6 separate regions of the Mus musculus genome follow, and all the other regions are linked to region 1. The links are chromatin contacts, called in public HiChIP or PLAC-seq and Micro-C maps. All regions are on one chromosome and are shown on one strand. Each heading gives the region's core, a stretch centred on a gene start, on an enhancer-like site or on the middle of the called end of the contact. The rest is flanking DNA. Distances are from core to core; before and after follow the strand shown. Region 1 holds the start of 2900024J01Rik (a long non-coding RNA gene). Region 2 overlaps Gm31986 (a long non-coding RNA gene). Region 3 holds the start of Ephx1 (epoxide hydrolase 1, microsomal). Region 4 has its middle 37 kb from the start of Ephx1. Region 5 has its middle 24 kb from the start of Lin9. Region 6 overlaps Gm39715 (a long non-coding RNA gene).

Region 1 (4,380 bases), core at 931-3,430:
TCCTTCCACACCCAGTGACTCCTGTTCCTCGTGGCTTTGTATCTCATTTTACATGAAATCCTGGATTATATTCATGTGCATGTGCGAGTGCACACACACACACACACACACACACACCAGAATTCTTGTGAGCATCTGAGCGCCTGAAATATTCAGGAATCAGGGATAAATCAGAGCCCTTCTGTGGTCCCTGTGCCAGGCCTTGGAAACACATCACCGACCATCCCGGCTTCTTAGGAAGCGCAATCCCAGCACTCAGGAGGCAGAGGCAGGAGGATCTCTGTGAGTTTGAGGCTAGCCTGGTATACAGAGTTCCAGATCAGGTAGGGATACATAAAAAGACCTCCTCGCCTCAAAATAAAACAAAAACAAACAGGAAGGAGAGGAGGAGGAGGAGGAGTAGGAGGAGGAGGAGGACTTGTTGAAGATTTTCGAGTAGCTGACCCAGAGGATTCTATGCCCTCTTTAGCTTCCCTGGGCAGTAGGCATGCATGTAGTGTACAGACACATGAGCAACACACCCATACACTAAAATAAAATAAAATAAAATAAAATAAAATAAAATAAAATGAGTTTCTGACTCCAGGGAGCTGGACTTAGAGGCGACTATAAACCACCCAATGTGAAAGCCATTGAAAAAACAGATGTCTATACCCTAGTTGTTTCAGACAGAATAAAGATTTTCAAATAACTGAGTCAATAACCTGTTTTCAATTTAAATTAGTTAAATTTAAATTTTTTAGTTCCGACTGGGATGACAGCAACTCAGGAGACTGAGGCAGGCTGATCTTTCCATCGAGGCCAGCCTGATCTACAGAGAGTTTCAAGCTAGCTACACCTACGCATACTGTACCGTCACGCACTCCATAAGCAGAGGTGGCTGGCTGGTGGTTCCTTCAGGTGTTTTCCCCTGTCTCGCATCTCGCATGGAGACCTGTCTGACCAGTATCTGTTCCGCCCTACCCTTGGATGTCCAATGTGTGCATCAAACCCAGCATGCCCCAAACTGCCGTTCTGACTCCCACACCACCGGTGGAACCAGCAGGGCCAGTCTTCATCTTTGGGAGTGAGCCTGTGAGGCTGGCTTGCTCTTTCCCAACCACCCAGTCCCAACACTAAACACGTCTACACAGCTCTGTCCTGCTCCATCCTCTTCCTGCCTCTCCTCCCGTGAGCTTCCATGGCCATCTGCCCACATGTATGTTTCAATTCTGTCTTTTTTTTTTTTTTTTCAAGTTTTGGGAAAGAGGATTTTTGTGTTTGCTTTGTAGCGATAATTTGTTTGTTTAAGTCAAGGGCTCAGTACCTGGCTAACTTTACCTATGGGAGATCCTCTTCCCTCTGCCTCCAGAGTGCTGGAATTACAAGCTTCCCACCACATCGGCTTCAATAAATATTTTCAATGAATGATGACTTTCAGGTGGGAAAACACCTCCAACCAATCTAGAACAGGCGCCCTGTCCAGAGTTGTAAAAAAAAAAAAGGGTTTGGGAACTCCAGCCACCGTACGGGGAGTGAGCCTCCTGCGGAGGCACTGGGACCTGACTATCCGCAAGATGCAGGCATGGACTGACCACACAGCGCCCAAGCGGCCGGTGGGACGCTTCCTGATCCGTCCTCTCTTGGCGACTGGGAAAGAGAGAGGTGGCTTTGGCTACAACTGCTTCTGGGCCAGGTAATTCTAGAGAAAGGAATGACGCGCACCTATGGGCACCAGCTGCAGAGTTGTTTGGGTGCTCCTAAGTGACCAAAGGTCCCCGAAGCCCGATCCGGAGGAGGAGCTACGGCCGCTGCATACGGGCGGGGTGGCCCAGGGCGTGCGCGCTCCCGAGGAATGGCAATCGGGCGTCGCGGCTCCAACGCCTAATTTACCAAGGCGAGCCCAGCCCTGCCCTACGGTGTCTGTGACCTGCCCACCGAGTGGGTCCCCAACCAATGAACCTCAGCTCTCGTGAGCCACAGCTCCATGGGTCCCAAATGTCCCTGGCTCCTGTGGGTCCCAGGCTTCCCCGTCGCCTGCCCCGGCAGACAAGGAGGGGTCATTTACCGCGAAGACGAAAATCTTTCCAGGAAGTTTGTACCTATTAATATTGCTGTTCCTGGCAGCAGCTCTCCGCGCGGGGCGGGGGCAGGGCAGACCCTGCAGCTGCTTCTACCGCCTAGTGTCCGCCTCTGGCCCGGGACAAGGAGCGGAGGGCAGCTCTAGGTCCCCACGCCTACGGCGGGGGCAGGACCTGCTCGGATGCTCAAGGCGCCAGAGCCCAGCGGCTTGCCCGCGAGCAGCGCGCGGTGGGACCCGGAAGATCCCGAGGCCAAGGCGCAAACCAAGAGCTGGGACTCGGGAGGGGGAAGGGAGAGGGAAGAGAGGGATCCTTGCATCGGTTACCAGAGGCCGCTAGGCCGCGCCGTTCCCCCAAAAGAAAGCTGGTCCCGGAAGCAGGTATGCTCCTGCAGTGGGAGACCATGAGCCTCGGGGCCCTGGAGAGGTTGGGACCCTGGTTCTGACCTTGCTATGGTTTCACAGCCGCAAGGCGCTGCAGCAGAAATTTGATATTCGAAAGCTTGTGGCCTCCTCGCCACCACCTTGCAAGACTGTCTCCAGTCACAGACACAGACATTAGAGGTCGTAGTGTTGTTTTGTTACTCAGTGCAAGGCCTGGTGTGTACAACAGGATCTCTTAGAAAGAAGCACAGCTGTTTTCCTGCAGTAGCGGCCCCGGAACCACACGACCGGCAGCTCCAGCCCCAGACCACAGCTCGCTGGATTTTCAGAAGTTCCTTGGGCCAGAAGTGCCAGCCAGATCACTCTTTCTCTCAGGTCACATATGGTACATAAATCACTTTGCAAAAGAACCTTAATTTATGACTCTTTTGGGTGTTTATGTAGATAAGCAGTAATTTAGTCATCCCTGAAGTGGTGATCCCTGGACACCTCAAGTGTTAACTGTCCAGAGTATGAATTAAAGTCCCTGTGTCACACCGTCTCTTCCTCAGAATTCTAGAGTCCTCTGCAGGGTGCTCTGGTAATCATCTTCCTCCTCCTCCTCCTCCTCCTCCTCCTCCTCCTCCTCCTCCTCCTCCTCCTCCTCCTCCTCCTTCTTCTTTCCCGAGACAGGGTTTCTCTGTGTAGCCCTGGCTGTCCTGGAATTCACCCTGTAGACCAGGCTGGCCTCGAACTCAGAAATCCGCCTGCCTCTGCCTCCCAACGTGCTGGGATTAAAGGTGTGCACCACCACTGCCCCGCTCTGTTAATCTTCTTGCTCAGGATGACCAGGCCTATTCTGTGCAGGGACTCTGTCCAGCTCTGCGTGGAGGGCAGTGCCCACAAGTCACCAGTATTGAGACACGGAAGGACAGAGGTAAAGTATTTATTTCCTAATGTCCGCCTTCCAGCCTTCAGGGTCTCTTGGAAGCTCAGGGCCCATGTGGTTCTCCCAGATGGCTTGCACTAGCTTGACAGGGGACTGTGCCAGAATCTGGCGTCTTAAGGTAGGGTTCACCAACTAAATAGTTTTCCCTTAGCCCTTCCCCTTGGGGAAGTCGGGGGTGGGGATCCTCAAAGGCAAATCCAAAATGGAGTGTGAGACCCAACAGTGGTGGCCTCTCTTCTGCCTCCTCCGGATGCCTGATGTGGAGATCTCTCCTGGGCATTTCAGCCTCTCCCTGCAGACGCCAGCAGGAGATCCATTCTGGAAGCTTAAGCCCGCAAGCAGGGCTGCCTCTTCAGCTTCCAGCCTTGTCCAAAGCACTTGGCTTCTCGTTTCCTCCATACCCAGAAGGTACCACGAGAGGGAAAAGGTCCTGTGAGACTAATGCTCTGGATTCAGCTTGGGTGGGCCAGGCAACCCATCACCTTCCCTTTGGGCTGCAGAAACCTGTGAGGTTGCCTCGGGCAGATCCCTGGAACAAAGATTGGTAGCATCAGCTGTTTTACTGCAGAGCTAGGCACACAATCCTTGCTAAAAATAAACACAAAGGAAAACCCCAAAGCAGCTAAGCCTATTTTCATACCTTTTTTTTTTTTTTTCTTGTTCACTCTCTTTTGTCTTCTTGCTACTTGGTTGCTGATTTTCTCTTAGGGCCCCATCCTGAGTGTGGTCCTGGCACTATTCCAAGTCCTGGACATGAAGTCACGGACAGAAACAGAGGGGAGAAAGGGGGAGGGATCTAAGGACCATTTCTTTGAGTGTAATTTACATTAAGTGGGATGATGGACCCCCTTCAGAGACAAGGGGGACTGGGACAGGGGAGGACCTTAGGGAGAGGACCTCCCTCCCACTGTACAGCCAGCCCTTCTATGGGGAAAGGGCAGTTTGTCATGCACCAGATGAAGGAAGGGTTAGTGGATGGTGGGGCCCCATCCCAGAGCAGAGAACAAGC
Region 2 (4,380 bases), core at 901-3,400, 240 kb after region 1:
CAAATAAACAAAATTTTAAACATCCACTCCACCTCCCGCAAAAAGTATCACCCTAGACAGGAAGCCATTGGAGAGAACTCTTTTTTTGTGTTTTGTTTTTTTGTTTTTGTTTTTGTTTTTGGAGACAGGGTTTCTCTGTGTAGCCCTGGCTGTCCTGGAACTCACTCTGTAGACCAGGCTGGCCTCAGACTTGAAGAGAACTCTTTAAAAGTATGATAGGGATACTGAAGTATATGTATCTCTCCCCAAGTGATGGCTTCCAGCAGGTGTGCAGGAGGGGAAGAACTCAGCTCTATTTAAGGAGAGGCCACTGAGAGTCTGACCACGGTTCAGTGAATGTATAGATAAGACACAATTTTTTTAAAAAAAGAGAAATAAGTCCAATTGTAAATAGACAAGAGGGGTCTATTAACATGCCTGGGTAAGGAGCTATTTGTCATTTACTTGTTTATATTTATTTTGGTGTGTGTGCATGTACATGTGTGCACAGATGTGTGGAGGCTAGAGGCTGAATTTTCTTGTCTTTTTTTTTTTTTTTTTTTGATCATTGTTTATCTTTATATGAGACAGGATCTCTCACTGAGCCTGGAGCTCACTAATCCAGTCATGCTGCCTGCCCAGTGAGCTTGAGAGACCCCTGGAGCCAATCTCCCCAGCAGCAGAGTTATAGATCTGTGCCATTGCCCCCAGCTTCTATAACTCAGGTCCTTACACTTACACCGCAGCAGCTACTCTAATGACTGAATCATCACCCTAGCTTCCTGGTTAAGAATTTAGAGTTGGGCTGACAAGACGGCTCAATGGGTAAAGGCTCTTGCTATTAAGAGATGACTTGAGTTTGATCCCTGGGGCCCACACTGTGGAAGGAGAGAACTGACTCCCCACACAGTGTCCTCTGACCTCTGTGTGTGTACATGATGAGCCCCCACCCCAATAAATGAAATGTTAAAACAGTAATGCTGCCTTAAAGTTCTAGACGTTCACATGTTCACATGGTGTCCCGTAGGCTACAGTGGGATCGCCCTCTGTTGTGTTTTGAATGCCTTCCCCGAGGCGCATATACTTGGTGGGGCCTTGGTGGCTGGATGAGAGGTTTTGGGGAGGCTCTTGAATGGTGACGATTCTGGCCTAATTAACCAATCTCTTGGTGGATTCATAATGTGGAAGTATAATTAGGAGGTATTAAAAAGTAGGAAGACAGAACTAGTTGGAGGAAGTGAGCCACTGAGGGAGTGCCTTAGAAAGATATATCTTGTCCCTTTTCCTGTTTCTGCTTCTCTGCCATGAGCTAAGCTGCTCCACTTCATTATAAATCCTACCAGGACGTTCTGCCTCACTCTGAGCCCAGAAGCTAAGAGCCCAGTAACCCTGAACTAAAACCCCGAAACCATGAGCCGCAACAATCTTTTCTTCCTTGTAAGTCATTTTCTCCGGTATCTGTTGTAGCAACGGAATGCCTGACTAAAACACTCCCGATCTGGGCAGCAGACTCCAGCCTGTGTGGAATCGGAGGCCCAGAGACTATGGGAAGAGCCTGTCTTCTCTCAGGCAGAGACTGTCAATTTCCAATTAGCTGGAGGCTTGGCAGGCAGCTCTGGGCTCCAGACTACACATATTAATGAAGGCTGAGTCCCTGCTGGAGACAGCATTGAACGAGGAGAGAAGTCAAATTAGGTTCTCCTCATGGAAGGACATTAGTCTTTGGTTGGGAGCCGTTGGCTTATGTCTGGTGGGGATGGACATCTCTTCTGGTTTGCTGAGTGTATGAACATCCTCCTCTGGGCTGTGGTACTTGGATGGAGCTGAAACTTAAGACTTCTGCATGTCCTTTTAGCGGAGGCAAGCGGGAGCTCTGACAGAGATGGGAGCTTTGTTATACATTGGACTTGGGGCAGGAAGCAGGGTTCCAGAGGGTCCTTAGGAGTGAGTGAGTTTGGGGCTTCTGTTCCTGCCTACACAAAGTGAGAGGACAGGGAAGAGCTTGTCCTTTGGATGGTAAATGCAACCCAGACTTTACAATGGGGAGCTGACCAAGGCGCAGACTGAACCGAGCCTGTTTGCAGTAACAGGAAGAAGGGGAAACCAGAGACATCAGCTCTCTATTTAGAAAGCAGTCTGGTTGTTATGTGCCCTAGAGGGGCTCTCCAGGAAGTCCCCAGGGAGAATCTGTTGTCAGAGACAAAGCCCTAGAGAGTAGCAGCTTCCTTTGGTCAGCCCTAGCCTGTCAAAAGCAGGCAGGTTTTCATAAAACCCAAGGAGACATTTGCTGAGGAGAATTGAAGTGTTTCTCTGGGGAGCCACATGCTTGTACTTTCTTGGCAGCCTCCTTGTGCTTCTTGGGGCTCTGAGGCACCTGCAGCCTAGGCTGGGAGCCCTTCAAGGAAATTCCCTGGAGGAAACCATCTTGGTGGGGACCTCAGATGGGCACCCCCCCTTTAAAAGTGAAACATTCTAACAAAATGTAATACAAAAATACACTAAATTGATCCTTTGATACTTATATGATAGATTATAACCTCAAAGTATGAGCCAGAATCAACCTTTTCTCCCTAAGCTGCTTTTGTCAGGGTATTTATTATAGCAACAGGGATGTAATAAGCAGGACTGTTGGGCCTTTAGGCTGTTTCCAGAATTTTGCTGTATTGCAATGGAAAACCTTGTACATAATTTGTTTTTTGCATGTGAACACTATTCCTGTAGCATACATTCCAGAAATGTAATTGCTAAGTCAGTGGAACACATAGTTCCAGATTTGATTGATTTGGGAAATTGTCTTCTATAAACAACCTGCTTTTATTACCACAAGCAAAATTACAAGCAGCAAGAGCGCTGTTTCCCTTGCTTACCAACAGGCTATGTGACCAAGTGTTTAGAATTCTGTCATTCTGATAGGTAAAGAGTATTTCAGTGTGGTTTAATTTATTTTTTAAACAAAGCTAGTGTGTGTGTGTATGTGTATGTGTGTGTGTGTATGTGTGTGTGTGTCTGTCTGTCTGCACATTGTGTGTATAGATGCACACATCATGTCAAGGCAAAAGAAGGACATGAGGTGACTTGTTCTATTGTTTGCTGCCTTACCCTGGAGACTGGGTCTCTCTTGACCCTGCCACTCACTGCTGGCTGGTGAACTCCTGGGATCTGTCTGTCTCTGTCCTCAACACTGGCATTATATGCACTTATGATCATGCCTGGATTTTTTTAAGGTTTATTTTTATTTACTTATGTGTATTTATGTGTGTTTGTGTGGATATATGTCACATGTGTGTGGATTCCTGCAGAGGTCAGAAGAATACATTGAAGCCCCTGGATCTAGAGCTACATAATTAAGGCTCACCTGACATGGAGATGGGAACCAGAGTTGGACCCTCTGGAAGAGGGCTGAGGCTTCTTTGTAGTCTCCCATGTCCAGCTTTTTTTTTTTTAAAGGCATGCACCACCACTGCCCAGATCTTTTTCTTTTGTTTTCTTTTCTTTCTTTCTTTCTTTCTTTCTTTCTTTCTTTCTTTCTTTCTTTCTTTCTTTCTTTCTCTCTTTCTTCCTTCCTTCCTTCCTTTCTTTCCTTTCTTTCCTTTCTTTCCTTTCTTTCCTTTCTTTCCTTTCTTTCCTTTCTTTCCTTTCTTTCTTATTTATTTATTATATGTAAGTACACTGTAGCTGTCTTCAGACACACCAGAAGAGGGCATCAGATTTCATTATGGATGGTTGTGAGCCACCATGTGGTTGCTGGGATTTGAACTCAGGACCTTTGGAAGAGCAGTCGGCGCTCTTAACCGCTGAGCCATCTCACCAGCCCCCATCATGTCCAGCTTTTTAAAAACATGGTGTCCTACTTAGCTTTAGTTATCAACTTGACATATCTAGAAAGACAGAATCTCAGTTGAGGAGCTGCCTCTGTCAGACTGGCCTGTGGGCATCTCGGAAGGGGCATTTTCGTAATCACTAATCGATATAAGAGGGCCCAGTTCACTGTGAGCACTGCCATTCCTGGGTCCTGAGCTGTGTAAGGAAGGAGGCAGGGTGAACCAGTAAGCAGCGTTCCTCCATGGTCTCTGTTTTAGTTCCTGCCTCCAGGTTCTAGTTTTAGATTCCTGCCTTGACTTCCCTCAGTGTTGGATCATGATGTAGGTGGTAAGTCAAACATTTTCTTCCTCTGATCCTTTTATCAAAGCATTGGGAAACAAACTAGGACACTTGTTTTGAGGATTCGAACTTAGGTCCTCATGCTTATGCTACAGGGGCCCTCACCCACAGAGCCATCTCCCCAGCCTCGAACTATCATTGTTCCACAATAAGAAAGTGTACACACTTGTATTAGTCAGGGTTCTCTAGAGTCACAGAACTTATGGGTAGTCTCTATATAGTAAGGGAATTTATTGATGA
Region 3 (4,380 bases), core at 957-3,456, 240 kb before region 1:
AACAGAAAAGGAAGCCAGGGATGTGTTTGTAGAGTGAGGTACAGTGCAGGAGAAGGGATGCCTCTGCAGGACCATGCTGAGGGACCAGCCACACGACAGGTATAGGATAGAAGAGAGTTTATTTAAGGCATGGGGAGGGGAATTGAGGGAGTAGAAAGAGAGGAAGGCAGAGAGAGACAGAGAGAAAGGAGAGGAGTAGAGGGCGGCCATGAGCACGTGGGAAGGGGAAGGGAATGGGGAGAGAAGGGACAGATTAGGTAAGAGGGTAAAGGAGTAAGAGGGTGAGGAGGGGCCAGACAGCCTCTTTGATACTGAGTCAGGCATACCTGGTTGTTGCCAGGTAACTGTGGGGCAGAGCCTAGAAAAAATGCTAACGTGGAACATTTTGTTAATTAGTGATTGATGGATATGAGTGGACCCAGCCCACCAGCCATCTGGACAGATGTGTCCTTAGCTGTGTAAGGAAGCAGGCTGAGCAAGCCATAAAGAGCAAGCCAGAAACAGTGCCCTCTGGTCCAGTTCCTGCCTTCAGGTTCCTGTCCTGAGTTTCTGTCCTGACTTCCCTCAGGGATGGAGTGTGTCTGAGTTTCCAGCTGAAACCAATCCCTTCTTCCCTGTGCTGCTTTGATCACGATATTTTATCTTAGCAGTAGGAGACCTAACTAAGACAAGTAGGTTTATCACATTCACAGGATGATACATCCATCACCAGCAACTAGTGTTATGGTTTTGTCTTTTCTTTTCTTTTCTTTTCTTTTCTTCTTTCTTTCTTTTTTTTTTATTTTTAGTTATTTTCTTATTTTTTGAGACAATGTAATTTTTTTTATTTATTGTTATATGTAAGTACTGTAGCTGTCTTCAGACACACCAGAAGAGGGCATCAGATCCCATTACAGATGGTTGTGAGCCACCATGTGGTTGCTGGGATTTGAACTCAGGACCTTCCGAAGAGCAGTCGGTGCTCTTAACCTCTGAGCCATCTCACCAGCCCCTTTCTTTCTTTTTCAAGACAGGGTTTCTCTGTGTGACCCTGGCTGTCCTGGAACTTTCTCTGTAGACCAGGCTGGCATCATAGTCAAAGATCTGCCTGCCTCTGGCTCCTACTCAAGGAATGCTGGGAATAAAGGTGTAGCCACCATTGCCCAGCACATTAGAATGTTTCCATCTACACTTTGTTAAGAACAATACGTTTACTGCTTTGCTGAATGGCTGGAGGCAGCGCTCCTGTGGGAACAGTTTAGAGGGCGCTATGAAACAAGCCTGGACTATACACTGCAGAGGAGGACGGCAGGTGTGCAAACGGTGTGCTGGGGAGGGGAAGGAGCTGCAGTACCTGGAAATCCCAGGTTCCCAGAGAGGATTGAGGACACACTATCCAGGAGTTCCACGGAGGCAGGAATGAGTTGAATGTGTTCACTGGAGAGAAACCGGCTCTCCGTTAGAACGGAGAGGGTTTGGGCCATGATGAGCAGCGAAGGAGGCTGGAGATCAGAGGTGAGAGGTGAAAATAGGATCCCTACGCTTCACATGTGTGTAGGATGATAAACCTGGACCCCGCGGCAGGCACTGCTAGGCCCTCACAGTGGTGTGCCTGGTCATCTTGTCTGTGTGGCTGCTGAAGCCTGAGAAGGTTCTAGGCGAGTCTTAGGAGGGCCGCGGGGGTAAAGACAGGGCACTGGGCAGGCTGGCTAATGGAGAGCAGGTTAGCCCCAAGGGTGCCAGGAACTGTGGTTGTCCTACTCCTGCTTGCTGGCTAGGCAGCGCTCTCTCCCTCCTCCCTGTGCTGGCCTCTGCTTGGTGTCCATGCCTCCTGGGCTTCAGATCAGCCAGCCTCACAGGGTGCACTTAACGACAAACTTCAGGTTTGTGTGTTCATTCCACACTTCACTATTTTATTTGTGGTTCTGGGAATGAACTCCAGCGCCTTGCCCACGCGAGACACTCTACCCTCAAGCTTTATCCCCAGATGTTTGCTCACTGACTGGTTCGCTTATAAAATGGTTACAACGAACTGCTAGGAAGGTGAGAGGAAGGCTGTAGCACCAGGCCAGCTTGGGCTCTTGTGTGTAGAGTCCACAGACTGCAGAGTTTAAACTGCCAATACCCTGTTCAGAACAGCAGACTTTGCCAGAATAGGTGAAACACCTTAGCTAGATGCTCAGCTAGCCTTGGCCAACCAGCCAACTCGGGGGTGGGGCCAAGGCCTGGGCGGGGCTAGTGGGGGCGGGGCTAACAGGCAGCTGGTGTCACCAGCTCAGCAGCAGGCAAAGAGGCTCAAGAGGAGTTTGAGAGTGGAGGAACTGCACACCAGCCGCCGCGGGAGTAGGAACCCGAGAGCGACCCTGACAGTAAGCTCCGGGGACAGCAGCGGCACTCCAGCGTGAGAGTTGCGAGGGCTTCGCGTATCTCCCGCAGCTAAATGCGCTTCCCCTTATCCTAAGACCGATCCAGGCGTGCAATAGGCCATGCTTCTTAGTCCTGCATCTGATGCTCCATCCTCTTCCAGGGGCGTCAACCCCTTGCTTGCGCTTCGGAAGCAAGGGGTGGGTGCTGCGCCTGACAGCGATGCTGGCTCCTCAGCCCCCTGGTTTCCCCGCCCGCCCGCCCCCCCATGCATGTTTGTCCCTTGGGTTCCAGGCTTGCTACTTGCCCAGGCACCTGAGCCAATCCAGGTAGCTGAGGGCGCCGTCCAAGTGACTCTTAATTTTAACTTCTCCAGTCTGCACCTCCCGTCATTTAAACTTCCGGCGGCCAGAAGTCTGGATAGCCTTTCTGGCATCTGGTTGGCGGGATCAGGAGGGAGGTGGAGGGATCCGGTATGTATGCATGCGCGTTGACAGTAGGGCTGTGCCTTTGCTGGCATTCTGTGCTGCTGGCAGGATTGTAGAGATGGACATCTGCGACATTTGCTTCTCTGCCTCCGATTTCGGCCTGATCTTTTTTTTAAAGTCGCAGAGCCCCAGAGGCTCACATTGTTTTTACTGTGACAGTGACTTCCTCCCTCAAGTGGAGGCTTTCACTGGCTGTGCGTGGTCTGACTTCACACAAGACTTGAAGCTGAGGGGGCTGGGGGGAAGGGTGGAACAAAAACGTGGGCGTGTTCAGCAAAGACTTTCCATTCCCTAATACCCACACCAGGCGGGCCACGTGAGGGCTTCCTGTGTCCCTAAAGAAGTATGTTCAGTGCAACCGTGCTCAACGACACGGACTGACTGTTCAGACACTGCCCCCCACCCACCCACCCTGGGGATAGCAGGGAATGTGTTCTCATGGGCTCTGGGAGCTTTTGAATGCAGACAACAAACAAAATTCAAGGTCCTGGGTCAGATCCCCAACACCACATAATAAATAAACATATCTTTGTAAAATATAAATTATATTTGTGAGCTGTAGGAAATAGGAGGTCATAAAGAGGGAGCAGGACTGTTGACTAGAGAGGAAGAGGCCACACTTTCACACTCCAGAGGGTCAGGAGGGTCAGGAGTGCGCCTCACTACTCAGTATCCAGCTGCACAAGGCTGAGGAGAACATGCAAAGGCCCTGAGGCAGAGGTGCGCCTGCTGTGGGTGGCTTTTATGTCCTCAGTTGCCCTCTGGAAGAGAGACCAGAGTCAGTGAGGAGGCTCCAAGCTTTCAGCTGCCCCTCCGACCAAGAAAACAAGATTTCCCTAGACCCTCGGGTGCTCCTGGAGTCAGCTGGGTGACCTTCAGCACCATCCCTAATCCCCATGTTATCTGGTGTGACTGCACCAGCCTTTGGCTGTGCCTTACACACCTGCTGCCCAGATGAACTGAGAGGGAAATGCATGGGGAACAGAGGGAGGGATTTTTAGTGAAAGGGTGAGAGCCTCCACCAGACCCCTGGGGTCCAGTTTCTGCCCAGAGCCCAACTAGAGCACAGTGGTACCCACAAAAAGCCCTGTAAGGATGAGTAGTGTCTCTCCTCCATGCCCAGCAGCTCCAGCATGCCCAGGCATAGCCCTACTGATCTGGTGCCTCCACCCTTTTTGTTTTTTGTTTCCCCTGGGATCCTGGCCCTGGATCAAGTATTTGAAGGGCAGAGGCCCAAGTTCCACTTCCTGGTTCTTGTTTTAAGACCTCAGAGTATGGGAACACAGCCTGGCTGGAGGGATGAGGGACAACAGAGAATAAGATTGGAGGCAGGAGAGCCACTAGTCAGTGCCACTGGCCTTTTGGGGTTACCTGCAGGGGGTCTTCAGGCCAAGCTAGTATCATGGTGGAGTCACCAGGGAGCTGTGTTGATAAGACTGGGAAAGGATGTCCAAGAGGGAGCCCAGCCTCAGCCAGGAACCTTCTCCTGCATGGTGGTGCCCAGGGAATGGGGGGGGGGGGGAGGCGTCTGGCTCTCCATCCTCAGACA
Region 4 (4,380 bases), core at 506-3,005, 200 kb before region 1:
TTTTTAACATGTGATCATGCTTGCTTAAGGTCACTTCACAGCACCCAACAGTGCGTGTCTCAACTTCAGAGCTTGCTTAAGGTCATTTCATAGCACCCAACAGCAGCACTCAAAGCAGGACACAAAGAACCATTCAAGCCTTCACAGCCAAAGCACACTTGCAGTATGATTTATTAACCAAGACATATGTCTTAATTCTCCAAAGTCTATAAAATGAAACATATAATCTATTATATGACATTGTTCTAAAGCATCTTTAAGGAGAATCCAGATTCTTAACTCAGAATATTGCATCTCTATGGGCTGCCATTCTAATTTCTCAGGCCTTTGTGAATTTTTATCATCTGGAACGACCTTTTCTGCTGTTGCTGTAGGATCCAGACTGGGCTTAAAGGTGGCCACTCCCACACTTCTTTCCCCTTCTGGTGCCTTCCACTAATAGCTCCTCCTCCTCCTCTTCCTCCTCCTCATCTTCTTCTCCCTCTTCTTCTCTTCCTCTTCTTCCTCCCCCCTGCTCTTTGTTTAGACAGGCTTTCTCTGTGTAGCCTTGGCTGTCTCTGTGACAGCCAAAAAAAACTAATGTTTCTCTATGCTTATATCCAATGATTTGGCTAAGTCATATTTTAGTTTTTTTTGAGGAAATTTTCTTCATACTGACTTCCATGGTGGCTGCATTAGTTCACATTTCAGTCCACAGTGTATAAAGATCCCTTGTCAGTTTTGACTGTTGTTTCCTGGGCTGTTAAAGAATATTCAGTTCCATAAATTACAGCTTCTTCATGAATCTGCATGCATTGCTGACTATCACACCTTTGAGACCCAGCCTCCAGCAGGTCAACACTGGCTCCTCTTCCAAGATAATCTAGAATACCGCTTACTACCTGCTGTAAAATAAGGAGTGGAGGTTGCTGAACTAACACACTATAGTCAAACCTGCTCTGTAGTCTGAGATCATGAGTCTCAAGGGCCCGTCCTTGAGTGAAGTACTAATATTCTCATCTTAATTAGAACATAGAGAAGAAATTGAGTTTTCACACTAGATCTGTTACCTTGCCCTCCACTCTAGCTTCACTGGGGCTTATTGAAGATGGTACTTTCCAAGAAACATCACCCCATGGCAGCCTCAAACTGAGGAGAGTATTAGAATATACTATGTTGAACCATGTATGCACACTCACGATGAAGCTACTCATGATGAGACTTAGGGAGACATTAGTAACAACTAATGATTCCGTTGAGTGTTAGCACTCTCTTCTGTACAGTGTTGCTGGCAGCGCTGGACCTGAGCTTTGGGTCTATTATTAAATGGAGTCAGGCTTAGACACAGCTCTGAGGTACTGTGATAATTGCCTCACAGCTGAGCACTGCTAGGTGACTAACAGGCACCTAGTATATACAGTTTGACGCAGTGGACTAAGGAGTAGCTTATGATGTGGGGGGCGGGGGAGGGCAGGACATGCTATCGTGACATTCTGAATGGCACACAGTTTTAAATGATAAATGATTTCTGAAGTTTCAGGTTGCAGTTTTCCCACACATAACCAAAGCTCCACACAAAAGGAGACCACTGGGCAAAGCTGGCATGGGCCATCCTCACACCCTGGATGCCCTTTCTTTAGATGGGGCTTCAGCAATGATCTCTGTATCTGGTCTCTGGGTCACTGCGGTTCAGTTTGCTGTCTGAAGTCCAGAGTGTGACTGCCATGTGCACACAGCAGATTAGCTGAGTCATTGGGACTGTGCAGTGTACAAAGGGAGAGGGGTGGGGACTCGTGCTCAGTCTGTCCTGACTCTCCCAAGGGCTCTGGATGCTATTGTGTACAGAGCCCCATGGGCCTGCTGCTTCAAGAAGGCTCAAGGTGCCAGCACTGAGCCATGGTGCACAGCAGAGCATGCTGGGATAATTATGCCCAGGAAAGGGGAAAGGCCTGGTTTGTGTCCCCAAGAAAAACAACAGCAGTGTTTCGGTCTCTCCCTGCAGCAGCCAGGTAGGGGCTGATTTTCTAGTTCCCTGGGCAGGTTGGCCATCTTTCCTGATGCTCCTACTTGCTACTCTCCTGATGATGTCATGCAGAGCTGTTCTTGGTTGCTTCCAGGACCTGAGAGCTGGGTCTGAAATGACAGTGGCTGTCTGTGCTGGCTGTAGTGCAGGCACTGGGGACCGTGACAGGAGCTGAGGGGACATAGTCTCACCTTCTGGAAACAGGTTCTGCTATGTGTTGAGCTTCAGGCTGAGTGAACTGCATGAACCTGCCCTGCAGCCAGGGCGCTTGCTCCCCAAGTTCCCACGGCCCCTACACAAACCCAGCCTCTGATATTAAGAATTACATGAGACTTCTCTTACAGTTTAAAGCTTAGGCCTTTGGCTGGGGCAGTCTCCCAGCTAGCTCATGTAACTTAAACTATCTTGCCATGTGGGTGCCTCCGTACCTCTCTACTCAGGACCACACTTGAGGCTGCCACCCTACCTGTCACCAGGGGCACCCTGTGTGGAGAACAGAGAGGTGGAGATACCTACAGGACAAGTGTCTGGTTCAGGTTAGTGACACAGAGGATTCAAAACTCAGCAGCTCCCCCTACAGTCAGGGAATCTCCAGGACAGTGAGCAACCTTCATTGCAGAAGAGCAGAGCCTCTCCCCCAGGCCCTGTACAGACTTGTAGGTTAGGATTGCAGGGCCAGTTGGAGAGAGATGAGGGAAAGGCTGGGAGCCATCCCTTCTCTGTGGTTCTAGAAGCTGCACCACGCACAGAGTTTGAGTCCTGTTCCTAAGCCTGGCGCAGGCTTTTGCTCTGACCCCCAGTCCCAGGGCTGTGCCTTCTTTCCCTGTTTGGTGACATAGAAAGCACCAATCTCAGAGCTGTGGGCAGGAAGAGAGAGTGAAACAGGACAGGAACACTGTTCTGTCACTGCTCTCAGCTCAGCACCCACAACAGCTGGATAGCTTTGAAGAAACGGGTGTGAGATGAACAAGCCCTAACGATGTGTACAGAGGCCTGTGCCAGAGAAAGCATCTGCTTTGTCTAGAGGGAAAATGACCCCGAATGTGCACCTTGGGCCCTGAAGAGCTAGTGAGCAAGCGTCTACCGGGTGGGCGAAGGGACCGAGGCATAGAGAAAAGCTGTAGCCTCCCCTCCCCCAGCCTTAATGGTTCCACTATTTACACCTGGATGGAGCTAGCCGCTCAATCGTTCTGCCACACCCACTGCTGGAGCCCGCTTTGCTGTTCCGAAGCCATCACGTGTTCACTTGCAACCTTACTCCAAGATTCTTTGGCGGGAATCGGGTCCCTCCCCCTCCTTCATAACTGAGTGTCGGAAATAAAAAATTGAGCTTTGATCAGAATCTGCTTTGACTTAGCTACATTTCTTTCTCTCGTCGCCTAGTCCCTCTTCTCTTCCAGGTTTCCAAAATGCCTTTCCAGGCTCGAACCCAGACCTGTGATCTGCTGGCCGGACACGACAAAAAGCCATTTAAATGCAAGTCGAGTTTGACTTGTGCAGAGGCCTGAGCAGGTCACAGGATCACAGATCAAGGACAGGTGGCAAAACCATTCCTTTGGGGAGGTCACCAAGAGCCTGGACAAGTCCTCGCCCTGAGTCTGCTTACTCAGCAGGATCCATGAACCCCACTGGGTGCCTGGCAAGGACTTGGCACGCTCCTGGCACCAATGCCTGCAGCACCTTCAGTCTCTGCCCCGGCATGAGAAGCATGGATGTCCTAGCAGTGTCAGCCCGGAGCTCCGTCATTAAACTACCTCATGCTTTTACATCAAGATGGTCGTCTGTTCGTGATTCTTGGGTGCGCGCCGAACGGAAATTGAGTGGGGGTTTCCCCACTAGGTTCTTTCAACAGACAGGTAGTTTTGGGTCCAGAAAGAAGACTCATACCCCAGGCTGGAAGTGGTGGATGTGGGAAGTGGGAAGATATAATCAGGTGAAAGGTAATGGGGCTCTTGACACAGCTCCAGTCCATGGAATTCATGTTTGATTTAGTCATGGGTATATTCTTCCTTCCAAGAAAGCGTCAACACCTAAGTTCTTCCTATTTTCCATTTCATAGGAATATTTCTGTCATGCCCCCTTAGCCCTCAACACTCCAGGATCTCCCTGCCTCTGCTCCATTAGGGAAAGCAGAGCAGAGGAAATCAATGTTCCTTAAAGCACGCTTCAGAGAATAAAAAGGTCATTGATAAAAGGATATCGTTAGTTGAGGCGAGCAGCAAACTCCTCCAATGACTGGTCTCAGCCCATGGCTGCTGATACTTCAGCTACGTTTTGGCCTAGAGCTAAGTTGATGGCCAGGTAGGGAACGCAGCCTGTGTAATGTCGTCTAGGTACCAGGGGCAGGGACAGACAGAGAGGAGAGCCAGGGAAGCTGA
Region 5 (4,380 bases), core at 949-3,448, 160 kb after region 1:
TGTCTTTGCCTCTCAAGTGATGGGATTAAAGGATGTGCAATCATGCCTGGCCAGATCTTGGTTCTTAATCTTAGGGCCAAGGGTCCCTGAGAACCTCAGGGAAGGAAAAGACCGTTCCTCTGAAAACTCCCATACTCGCTGAATTGATAATCTATTGACACGTAGAAACCGTCTAGAATTTAGCAACTCATTCTCTCAGTTTCTGTGGCTCAAGAAGTGAAGCAGTGCATTGGGTGACTCTGGCTCAGGGACTGAGGTCAAGGTGTCACCCAAGGTCATAGCCATCTAACAGTAGCTTTTGGCTCCTTAGGGGACATCGGCTGTGTCTAGAGACATCACTGATTATCACTAAGTGGATGGGTGTGCTATCGGCTTCCAGAGGGCAGAGGCAGGCAAAGCACTCAGCTTCTTACTGTGCACAGCACAGCTCCCTGTAACAGAACATTATGCAGCCTATGTGTCAACAGAGGCACTCGAATACCAAGCAAGGCCTTCAGTGTTGAGATCACAATGCGCTCTACCCTGTTACTACATATTGTGTAAAAATGGTGTTTTTTCAGGCTGTGCCTTATCCTAAGAGGATCCATTTTACAAGCAGCTGTGACTCCATTTTGGTGTGAAGAGAGATAACTCAGCACCTTGGCTCAGTCATCCACGACTCCAGTTCTGGGGGAATCTCAAGCCCTTTCATTTTCTTGGTGGGGGTGGAGAGTTCAGACTGGATTTCTCTGTGTAACCATGGCCGTCCTGGAACTTACTATATAGACTAGGCTGGCACTGAAACTCACAGAGATCCCCCAGCCTCTGCCTCCCGGGTGCTGGGATTAAAGGCATGGCCATCACTGCCCAGTCTGATGCCCTCTTCTGACCTTTGGTGACACCAGGGACACACGTAATGCATATACACACATGCAGGCAAAACATTCATACACATAAAATAAAATAGAAAAAGAAGTCTAAAGAGAATAAAAGAGGGCTGGCGAGATGGTCAGTGGTTAAGAGCGCCGACTGTTCTTCCGAAGGTCCAGAGTTCAAATCCCAGCAACCACATGGTGGCTCACAACCATCCGAACGAAGTCTGATGCCCTCTTCTGGAGTGTCTGAAGACAGCTACAGTGTACTTACATATAATAAATAAATAAATCTTAAAAAAAACACTTTCCAAAGAGAATAAAAGAGAGGGTCCAGACAGGGTAGAGTAGGGGCCTTGTCCCTGACACTATTGCAGAATGGGTGATAACAGTGCTTGTAAGCCGGGCGTGGTGGCGCACGCCTTTGATCCCAGCACTTGGGAGGCAGAGGCAGGCAGATTTCTGAGTTCGAGGCCAGTCTGTTCTACAAAATGAGTGCCAGGACAGCCAGGGCTACACAAAGAAACCCTGTCTCGAAAACAAAACAAAACAAAACAAAACAAAAACCAACCAACCAACCAAACAAACAAACCAAACAGTGCTTGTGGCAGGAAGGTGCTGTGGGAAATTAACAGTGAGGTCTGACCTCTACTCCAACCCTGAAATGTAGTGTAGGCAATTCAGAGGGAAAACCCTCAATGTATGTGTTATAACGCTGAGGAGAAGGCTTCCCCGGAGGAAGTGTTACAGTTCTGAGGGGAGAGGTTTCCCCTGTGTAAGTGTTACAGCTCCAAGAGGAAAGGTATCAAGGCCGTCAGGAGCCAAGGATTACCACATACTGAAAAGTCACGCCACACAACAAACCTCACTCAAGAGACTTATTAAGACGCAAGTGGGTGGAGTCCTCAGCTCAGGTGAGAAGCCACAGGGAACTGAGCGGGAGGCAGGGTTTATATAGGGTTTCTTGGGGGTGGAGTTTTCCAGGATGGAGATTTCCAGGGTGGGGATTGGATGAGATTTCAAGCCAAACCCAGGGATTGGTGGAATCTTGAGCTCAGCGATTGGTAGGGGTTGATAGGTTTTCAAACCTGGAAGTAGGCTTGGACCTTTTACCCCACAGGCATCACGCAGCATCCTGATGGAAAAGGCCAGGACTAGGTTGGCAAGGCGAGGTGCAGAGTCGTGCACCAGGCAAAGGTAAGTGAAGAGCATTTAACAATAGCCTAGAGAGAAGATCTGGGCTGTAAGTGAACCATCTTGGGCTCATGGAAGATGAAAGATTTGTAATGTGAACATGGTAGGCTAGGGACCTCCTGGACTTCCCCCTGCTCAGGCAGTCCTTTGAATACTGGAGAGGGTACTGAGCCAGCCTTTCTCTGAGCTGCCCCTGGAAGACTGAGGAGTCAGGCCCAGGCTTCCTTCCTCTTTTTTTTTTTTTTTTTTTTTCTTCTTCTTTCTGCTTTGAAAAGCAAGTAAATGAGTTTTCCTGCTAACTGTCCCAAAGAGCGGGCTGTAAAGTCAGACCAAGCGTGGGCACGGTGTTCCCTTCCAGAACCCAGGGCAGACCCCTTGCATGATTCTTCCACACTTAACCTTTCATCAGCCACAGGGCTCGCCGGCTCACGGGCTCCTCCAAGGAGTCCACCTCTGGCTAACTGGACTTTGCCCTGGAAGATAGAACTTCCCAGTCAGGAATGATACTCTCTTCTGCAAGTGATTTGGGCAGAAAAGTGTGCATCCCTTTGTCTTGACAACAGTGATTATACTAGACCAGGAACAAGGCGTGCCCAGTGCCCATAGAGACTAAGACCAGGTCTTAATAGCGTTCTCACGCCCGGCCAGGAAAGACGCAACAGACCAGAATCTTCTGCGGCAAAACTTTATTGCTTACATCTTTGGGAGCCAGGAGGGCAAGCGCCCAGCGCCCAGCCCCAAAAACGAAAGCCCCTTCTATATACATCTTTAGGAGCCAGAGCTCCGGCGCGCCAAAGTGCAGAGCGCGCTCTATTGTTTACATCTTTAGGCAGCGAGAGAGCGCAGGGCGCGCAGAGCCAGAGAGATGCCAGCGAGTAAGAGAATGGCGGAAAACCCCGTCCCCTTTAAGGAGGAGTTATTCTTCGCTTAGGACGCATCACTCCCTGATTGGCTGCAGCCCATGGCCGAGCTGACGTTCACGGGAAAGGTAGAGTACAAGTAGTCATAAAATACCCTTGGCACATGCGCAGATTATTTGTTTACCACTTAGAACACAGGATGTCAGCGCCATCTTGTGACGGCGAATGTGGGGGCGGCTCCCAACATCTCCCCCTTTCCTTTTAATAAGAGCAAATAGGCCACCCATATTAATGAGAGTGGAGATAGAGGTCAAATCCCCAGTGTGTAGGTAAAGGAGCCATGTACAGGATTAGCTCTTAGGCTCACAGGCTTTTACCCAGAGCAACCCTGACCTGCTCCCGTGTCGTTTTGCCTGGAGAGAAGGACACTTGGACACTCAACCTTTTTGAAAGATGACATGTCTCCCTAGAATAGGCTCATATATGCCGCAGAGCCTTTCTACTGCAGTGCTTAGCCGTGCAACTCTCTCGGGCTGCTGAAGCACACTCACTCTATCTCGTGCAATGAGACTAGCCTCGTGAGATGTAAGAGCTGAGTGGCCAGCGACCTATTGCCTAAGCATAGATAACCATATATCAGGGGGAGCACCATGTTCTAGAGCTGCAAGCGCCTGGGCAATAACCACCTTGTCTCTCCTAGTTTAGGCCTTAAGCTTACAGACCAACCAAAGAAGCAACACTAATCCACAGCAAAGTGTATCTCCAAATAATATCAATCCCACCCATTCTTTAAAGAAAGAAAATGCTGAGGAGATCCAATTGGGTAATCTTTTGGTCAGGGACAGGTCCAAGCGCGTGGAGTTGACCTGAAGTCTCAATTTCCGAAGGATCTGTTCAAATTTAGCCATCCAATTTTGTAACATATACTGAAAAAGACTTTTTGACAAATTAGCTGTCCTAGTAAATTTCTCATACTGAATGGAAGTAACACACAATCCCGGAAACTTTTGTTCACATCCCAGCTGAGTTATTTGTTATAATACATCTAGTTGTTTCTGGACAAGATCTATGAGTTGATTAACCAGCATGAGACCTCTCTGTATCTAGACATTAGTTGAGGCCTGTTTATCTATGACTGTAGTCACCGAGGCTGACAAAGTGTTAATGGTGTCAGTCGTCTGGACCTGTCCAGACAGAGCCAAGGCTGTCTGAATTAAGGCCAAACCCAGTTTCTAGTTAGTGGTAAAAAAGCAGGAGAATACTTGAGCATTATACATCACCGTCATTGGGAGTGGAAATGTCGACATTATCCCCCAACGCTGCTCTCTTTTTATTATTGACGCCCTGGACATCACCAAGACGAGGGACATTAGTATTCCCTTGGTCAGTCTGGATTTTTCGGGTGAGTCTTTCTGGTATCTAAAATGGGTTGTCTTCATTCTGTGGGAAAACACAGACCGCTCCCCTGGATCTTA
Region 6 (4,380 bases), core at 509-3,008, 150 kb before region 1:
GACTCTGGGAGTTATCTACTACAAACAAGTTCAAGGCCAGCCTGCAGATACAGCCTGAAACCTTACACAGGTCACTGAGAAGTGTTTTCATTTTATGTATTTACCAAACACACAGGGGAGGGAGGCTAAAGACAGGAATCAAACACACAGACTTGGTTTCATTATGATTTGTTTGCTCTCCTTGGGGCTTTAGTCACACCTCAGAGGCACCTGCAGGCAAACCACTTCCCATTAGAACAAACCCTCAAGGGGTAAGGGGGCGTGCACTGAATTTCTGCTCCTGGCTGGGTCAGAGCCACCAAAGTCTATGCCGGAGTCAAAAGGACCCCTCCTTCAGTCGTGCCAACTAGAGACCCCATCTTCTCTGGGTCCACACGGGAGAGCCACTTCTTCTTACAGGGGCTGGGACATAGCTCTGTGGTGAAGGGAACTTGCCCAGAATGTTCAAGGTGCTGATTCCATCCCCTGTACACTGTCTGTCTGTCTGTCTGTCATATTATTGCCTCCCTGCCCTACCCCACACAATTAAAAGGTATTGAGGGAGAAAGACCTCTGCAGGAAAACCTAGAAGCCCTGGTCATTACAGCTTCTCTTCCTGCCTGTCTTTCTCTTCAATCAATTAAGCAACTATTTCTTGATTGTGACCCTGTGGAGGCCACTGCCACCACAAGGACACAGGTGCATGGGTTGGAGAGGTGACTCTGCAGTGTCCCTGCCCCACTATCTTCTTCACTCTCCCCAGTGACATTTCACCGAGGGCCAGTTAGTTCTACCTAGGGGACTACGTGTTAATCAGCAGCCTGTGCCTCAGTTTCCATATCTGTGAGACAAGAGCCTTAATGGCATCGCTGGGCTTCCATCCCATCCTGTTTACAGAATCCTGCCTCTCATTGCCTCACCTGACAAGAGGAGAGAGGTGGGGCTGGTGAGATGGCTCAGTGGGTAAGAGCACCCGACTGCTCTTCCGAAGGTCCGAAGTTCAAATCCCAGCAACCACATGGTGGCTTACAACCATCCGTAACGAGATCTGACGCCCTCTTCTGGAGTGTCTGAAGACAGCTACAGTGTACTTACATATAATAAATAAATAAATCTTTAAAAAAAAAAAAAAAAAAAAAAAAAAGAGGAGAGAGGTACCAAGGCTCCTCCTGACACACACATCTAAAACTAAACTCAGGATTCACATGGCTTGTACCGTGCTCTGGGCTAGGGTCAGGAGCTCACAGGGCCACATGGCTTGTACCGTGCTCTGGGCTAGGGTCAGGAGCTCAGTCGTGTGGGGCTAGGGCTGGGCCTTTCTAAGGCACCTTGGCTGGCCTTGCTACATTTGTCCAACAGGAACAAAGTATCTACCCGTGCCGGGAAGGGGACCTCAGTTGCTGGCTCTTGCCTGAATGAGTTTGCTCCTGGGCCTTAGCTTGCCTGGCCTCACAGTCCCCCTTTGCATCTGAACCTTGGCTAGCTGACACCTACCCCTAAAGGCCTGACCTCATATTGTCGTTTGACACTCAACTGGCAGCCTGACCTATTATGGGGTCAAACCTCTTACCCTGCACCCACCTCAAGCCCAGCCCAGGGCTGCACTAGTCAGTGTTCTCCTGCCCTCTCCTGCAGGGTGACAAACTTGGTTCACCAAGAGGGTAACTCCCTCTTCTAGTCTGATCCCCCAAGACCACCAAAGTTCCACCTACCCTCATCCCCAAGGCTAGCAGGCCAAGCTCCTTCTACATGACAAAGGGCAGTCTCCCTCCCACCTGACACCTAATCAAGCCCATTGTGCAAAATCCCCAATCCACATTCACTTCCCCCTGGCTGATTGGTCAATTACTGTATTTCCCCAAAGACAATCCAGAATCCACATTCAGAAAAAGAGATCTGTTTGCCAAGGGATATTTGTCCTGTCTGCTGGCTACACCTTCTTTAACGATGCTGCGATGTGTCTCACCACCTCCTTAGTCGTAGGCCACACAACCCTAGTTTGAGCAATTGCCAACAGCTGGAGATCATGACAAGAGCCCTGTCCGAGACTGTATTCTCTATGCTGAGCTTGGCTTCTCCTCTGGACCCCAGAACCAAAAATGTTCAAATGTTCTCTGCCCCTACCTCCTTGTTTCCAACTTCTATAGTCAGAGAGGCCTCCAAACCTAGAGCCCTTTGGGGGTCCTTCCTGCCTCATATCCCCCGCAAGACAGTATGGTCTCACTGGGTCTCATTTTCTGTTTGAGACCCTCCATCCCTTGCTGGGCGACCTCCAAAATAGTGATAATCCTTGAAAAACTTCTATTATAAAGTGAGCTGCATTAGTCGAAACCCTCCAAAAGTAAAGTCTGTAAAGTTAATTATAGAAGCAGGGAATGGCGATATGGGCTTGCGATTCCAGCACTTGGAAGGCAGAGGCAAGAGAACCAGAAGTCCAAGGCCATCTTTAGCTACATAGTGAACTGGAGGCCAGCCTTAGCTGGCTACAGTGAGACCTTGTATCAAAATTCAAAATAAAATGAGCATAGTAGTGCAGAAGTTTTAACCCAGGACTTGGGAGGCAAAGGCAGATGAATTTCTGTGAGTTTCAAGCCAGTCGGATTTACAAGGAACTTCCAAGCCAGCCAGAGCTACATGGTAAGATCTTACCTTTATTTTTTTATCTTATGTGCTTTGATGGTTTGCCTGCATGTATATCTGTGTGAGGGCATCAGATCTCCTGGAACCAGAGTTACAAACAGTTGTGAGCTGATATACGGGTGCTACGAGTTGAAGCTATGTCCTATGGAAGAGCAGCCAGTGCTCTTAACCACTGAGTCATCTCTCCAGCTCCTGTAAGATCTTATCTTTAAAAAAAAAATCATGGACTGGGCTGAAGAGATGGTTCAGCAGTTAAAAACATTGAGTACTCTTCTAAAGGTCCTGATTTCAATTCCCAGCAAGCACATGGTGGCTTCCAACCATCTGATACCGTCTTCTGGTGTGTCTGAAGAGAGTGACAGTATACTCACAGACATAAGAGAAGTAATTTTTTAAAAACCATAGGCCTAAATATTTGCATGTATGTGTACCACTATGTCACTGGCGGCTATGGGGGTCAGAAGACGGAGACGGATCTCTTGGGTCTGACGTTAAGGATAGTTTTAAGCTGCCATGTGAGTACTGGGAACTGCACCTCTTCAAGGCCAGTAAGTGCTCTTAACCACTGAGATAATTGTCTAGACCTGTAAAAATAAGCCTTTTAAAACAAGAAAATAATCAGATGTAGAAGCACACTCCTTTAATCTTGACACTCAAGATACAGAGGTGGGCAGACCTGTCACACATGAGTTCTAGGCCAGTCAGGGCTACAGAATGAGACTGTTAAAAAAGAAAGAAAGAAGCCGGACGTTGGTGGCGCACGCCTTTCATCCCAGCACTCAGGAGGCAGAGGCAGGCAGATTTCTTAGTTTGAGGCCAACCTGGTCTACAGAGTGAGATCCAGGACAGCCAGGGCTACACAGAGAAACCCTATCTCAAAAAAGAAAAAAGAAAAGAAAAAGAGATGAAAATAGAAGATAACACAGAAGAAAATCCAGCTGATGTGGGGTCTGGTATGGGACTTTTCAGATACTGCACCACAGTGAGGAGAGACTGCCATGTGTCCAAGCAAGGAGGCAGATGCAGAGAAGCTACTGCAGAGAAGGCAAGAAGATGATCCTACATGAAGTTCTTTCTCCTGGCCCAAGTCACAGCTACAGGCCTCTAGACCCAGGGCATGGGCCAAGTAAGAAGGGGTCCCACCCACAGAGCAGGGATAGGGATATGCAGAAAAGGACTAGGAGTGAGGCGACCAGCCTACAGAGCCAGGGGATGCTCAGAGGACCACACCCAGGGCCCTGGGGAGGTCAGCTGGACAGGGAGGGGACAGAGGGGTGTCTTTGGCTACATCAGTAGTAGAGCAGGATGGGACACAGCAGGGCTGATGATCAGGACAAAGGAAGCCTCTGGAAAAATAACTAGTAGCTAGATCCTTGAGGGAGAGAAGCCCAAAGCCCAAAGGGACAAAGAACCAAGAGAAGATGCAAGAGACACTCACTTTAGATAGCCACAGGCTGGGCTAGCATCAGGACCAGGGAGGCTGCGAGGGTATTTTTATCTTTACAGTAGAAGATGAAAGCTCAGATGTGGAAGTGAGGTCAGAGAAGCAGCTGTGCCTTGGGGAAAGAGGAACTGCTTCGGGTGGTGGTGGTGCCTGCGAGAACCCAGCAGCAAGCCTTAGTCCACAGTCTAGCAGCACAGCCGGGGAAGGTGGGGCCTGCAAAGCCCATCACACTATTGGCAGCAGGTCTGGGCAGGAGGCAAGCATGGAGGGCCCATAATCTACCTTCGCCTCCAAACACTATGCTTTTCCCAGGCCAG

The links. Hi-C and Micro-C count contacts between places; a contact is called where the count stands out from the background. HiChIP or PLAC-seq counts read pairs in DNA pulled down with a chosen protein or histone mark.
Region 2: an H3K27ac HiChIP or PLAC-seq map of microglia shows a contact between it and region 1, with 4 times the contacts expected there. The contact joins the enhancer-like site here to the promoter of 2900024J01Rik in region 1. A contact is called at or near these places in 9 of 484 Hi-C or Micro-C datasets (the N1E-115 cell line, adipose-derived mesenchymal stem cells, brown adipocytes and 6 more), 11 of 115 datasets of contacts at active chromatin or transcription factors (the 230-238 cell line, CD8 T cells, the HPC-7 cell line and 5 more) and 1 of 9 other capture datasets (embryonic stem cells).
Region 3: a contact with region 1 is called in a FOXA1 HiChIP or PLAC-seq map of pancreatic cancer cells. The contact joins the promoter of Ephx1 here to the promoter of 2900024J01Rik in region 1. A contact is called at or near these places in 2 of 39 promoter capture datasets (pre-B cells and stem cell-derived epiblast-like cells), 1 of 484 Hi-C or Micro-C datasets (CD4 T cells), 2 of 115 datasets of contacts at active chromatin or transcription factors (embryonic stem cells and pancreatic cancer cells) and 1 of 9 other capture datasets (pancreatic islet).
Region 4: a contact with region 1 is called in a Micro-C map of embryonic stem cells, with 2.3 times the contacts expected there. The contact joins the enhancer-like site here to the promoter of 2900024J01Rik in region 1. A contact is called at or near these places in 1 of 15 datasets of contacts at CTCF or cohesin (large pre-B cells), 6 of 484 Hi-C or Micro-C datasets (B cells, the N1E-115 cell line, embryonic stem cells and 2 more), 4 of 115 datasets of contacts at active chromatin or transcription factors (embryonic stem cells, large pre-B cells, pancreatic cancer cells and 1 more) and 1 of 9 other capture datasets (adipose tissue).
Region 5: an H3K4me3 HiChIP or PLAC-seq map of bone marrow-derived macrophages shows a contact between it and region 1, with 4 times the contacts expected there. The contact joins the enhancer-like site here to the promoter of 2900024J01Rik in region 1. A contact is called at or near these places in 2 of 15 datasets of contacts at CTCF or cohesin (CD8 T cells and large pre-B cells), 44 of 484 Hi-C or Micro-C datasets (the G1E-ER4 cell line, the HL-1 cell line, Th1 cells and 17 more), 22 of 115 datasets of contacts at active chromatin or transcription factors (the 230-238 cell line, the HPC-7 cell line, the NIH/3T3 cell line and 10 more) and 1 of 9 other capture datasets (embryonic stem cells).
Region 6: a contact with region 1 is called in an H3K27ac HiChIP or PLAC-seq map of embryonic stem cells, with 5 read pairs. The contact joins the enhancer-like site here to the promoter of 2900024J01Rik in region 1. A contact is called at or near these places in 3 of 484 Hi-C or Micro-C datasets (CD4 T cells, the N1E-115 cell line and memory CD8 T cells), 2 of 115 datasets of contacts at active chromatin or transcription factors (embryonic stem cells and pancreatic cancer cells) and 2 of 9 other capture datasets (adipose tissue and liver).

Annotation. Positions count from the first base shown.
Region 1 is chr1:180,775,761-180,780,140 of GRCm38.p6, reverse strand. 2900024J01Rik (a long non-coding RNA gene) reads right to left here and starts at 2,180. Exons shown (of 3, transcript XR_373751.4): 1 at 2,082-2,180.
Region 2 is chr1:180,539,266-180,543,645 of GRCm38.p6, reverse strand. The region is part of intron 3 of Gm31986 (a long non-coding RNA gene); the gene reads left to right. Among named protein-coding and RNA genes, the nearest start is that of Parp1, 27 kb to the left of the region's middle. Within about 2 kb of position 2,150, at least 86 of the 459 cell types and tissues checked have an H3K27ac peak or open chromatin away from gene starts, as enhancers often do. A contact at or near this core is called in the 230-238 cell line, CD8 T cells, the HPC-7 cell line and 3 more, where this site is marked.
Region 3 is chr1:181,015,395-181,019,774 of GRCm38.p6, reverse strand. It overlaps Ephx1 (epoxide hydrolase 1, microsomal), which reads left to right and starts at 2,206. Exons shown (of 9, transcript NM_010145.3): 1 at 2,206-2,348.
Region 4 is chr1:180,978,861-180,983,240 of GRCm38.p6, reverse strand. No RefSeq gene overlaps it. Among named protein-coding and RNA genes, the nearest start is that of Ephx1, 37 kb to the left of the region's middle. Within about 2 kb of position 1,755, at least 24 of the 459 cell types and tissues checked have an H3K27ac peak or open chromatin away from gene starts, as enhancers often do. A contact at or near this core is called in embryonic stem cells and pancreatic cancer cells, where this site is marked.
Region 5 is chr1:180,614,824-180,619,203 of GRCm38.p6, reverse strand. No RefSeq gene overlaps it. Among named protein-coding and RNA genes, the nearest start is that of Lin9, 24 kb to the left of the region's middle. Within about 2 kb of position 2,198, at least 7 of the 459 cell types and tissues checked have an H3K27ac peak or open chromatin away from gene starts, as enhancers often do. A contact at or near this core is called in the HPC-7 cell line and bone marrow-derived macrophages, where this site is marked.
Region 6 is chr1:180,922,294-180,926,673 of GRCm38.p6, reverse strand. It overlaps Gm39715 (a long non-coding RNA gene), which reads left to right. Exons shown (of 3, transcript XR_865785.2): 2 at 3,589-3,745. Among named protein-coding and RNA genes, the nearest start is that of Lefty1, 11 kb to the left of the region's middle. Within about 2 kb of position 1,758, at least 17 of the 459 cell types and tissues checked have an H3K27ac peak or open chromatin away from gene starts, as enhancers often do. A contact at or near this core is called in embryonic stem cells, where this site is marked.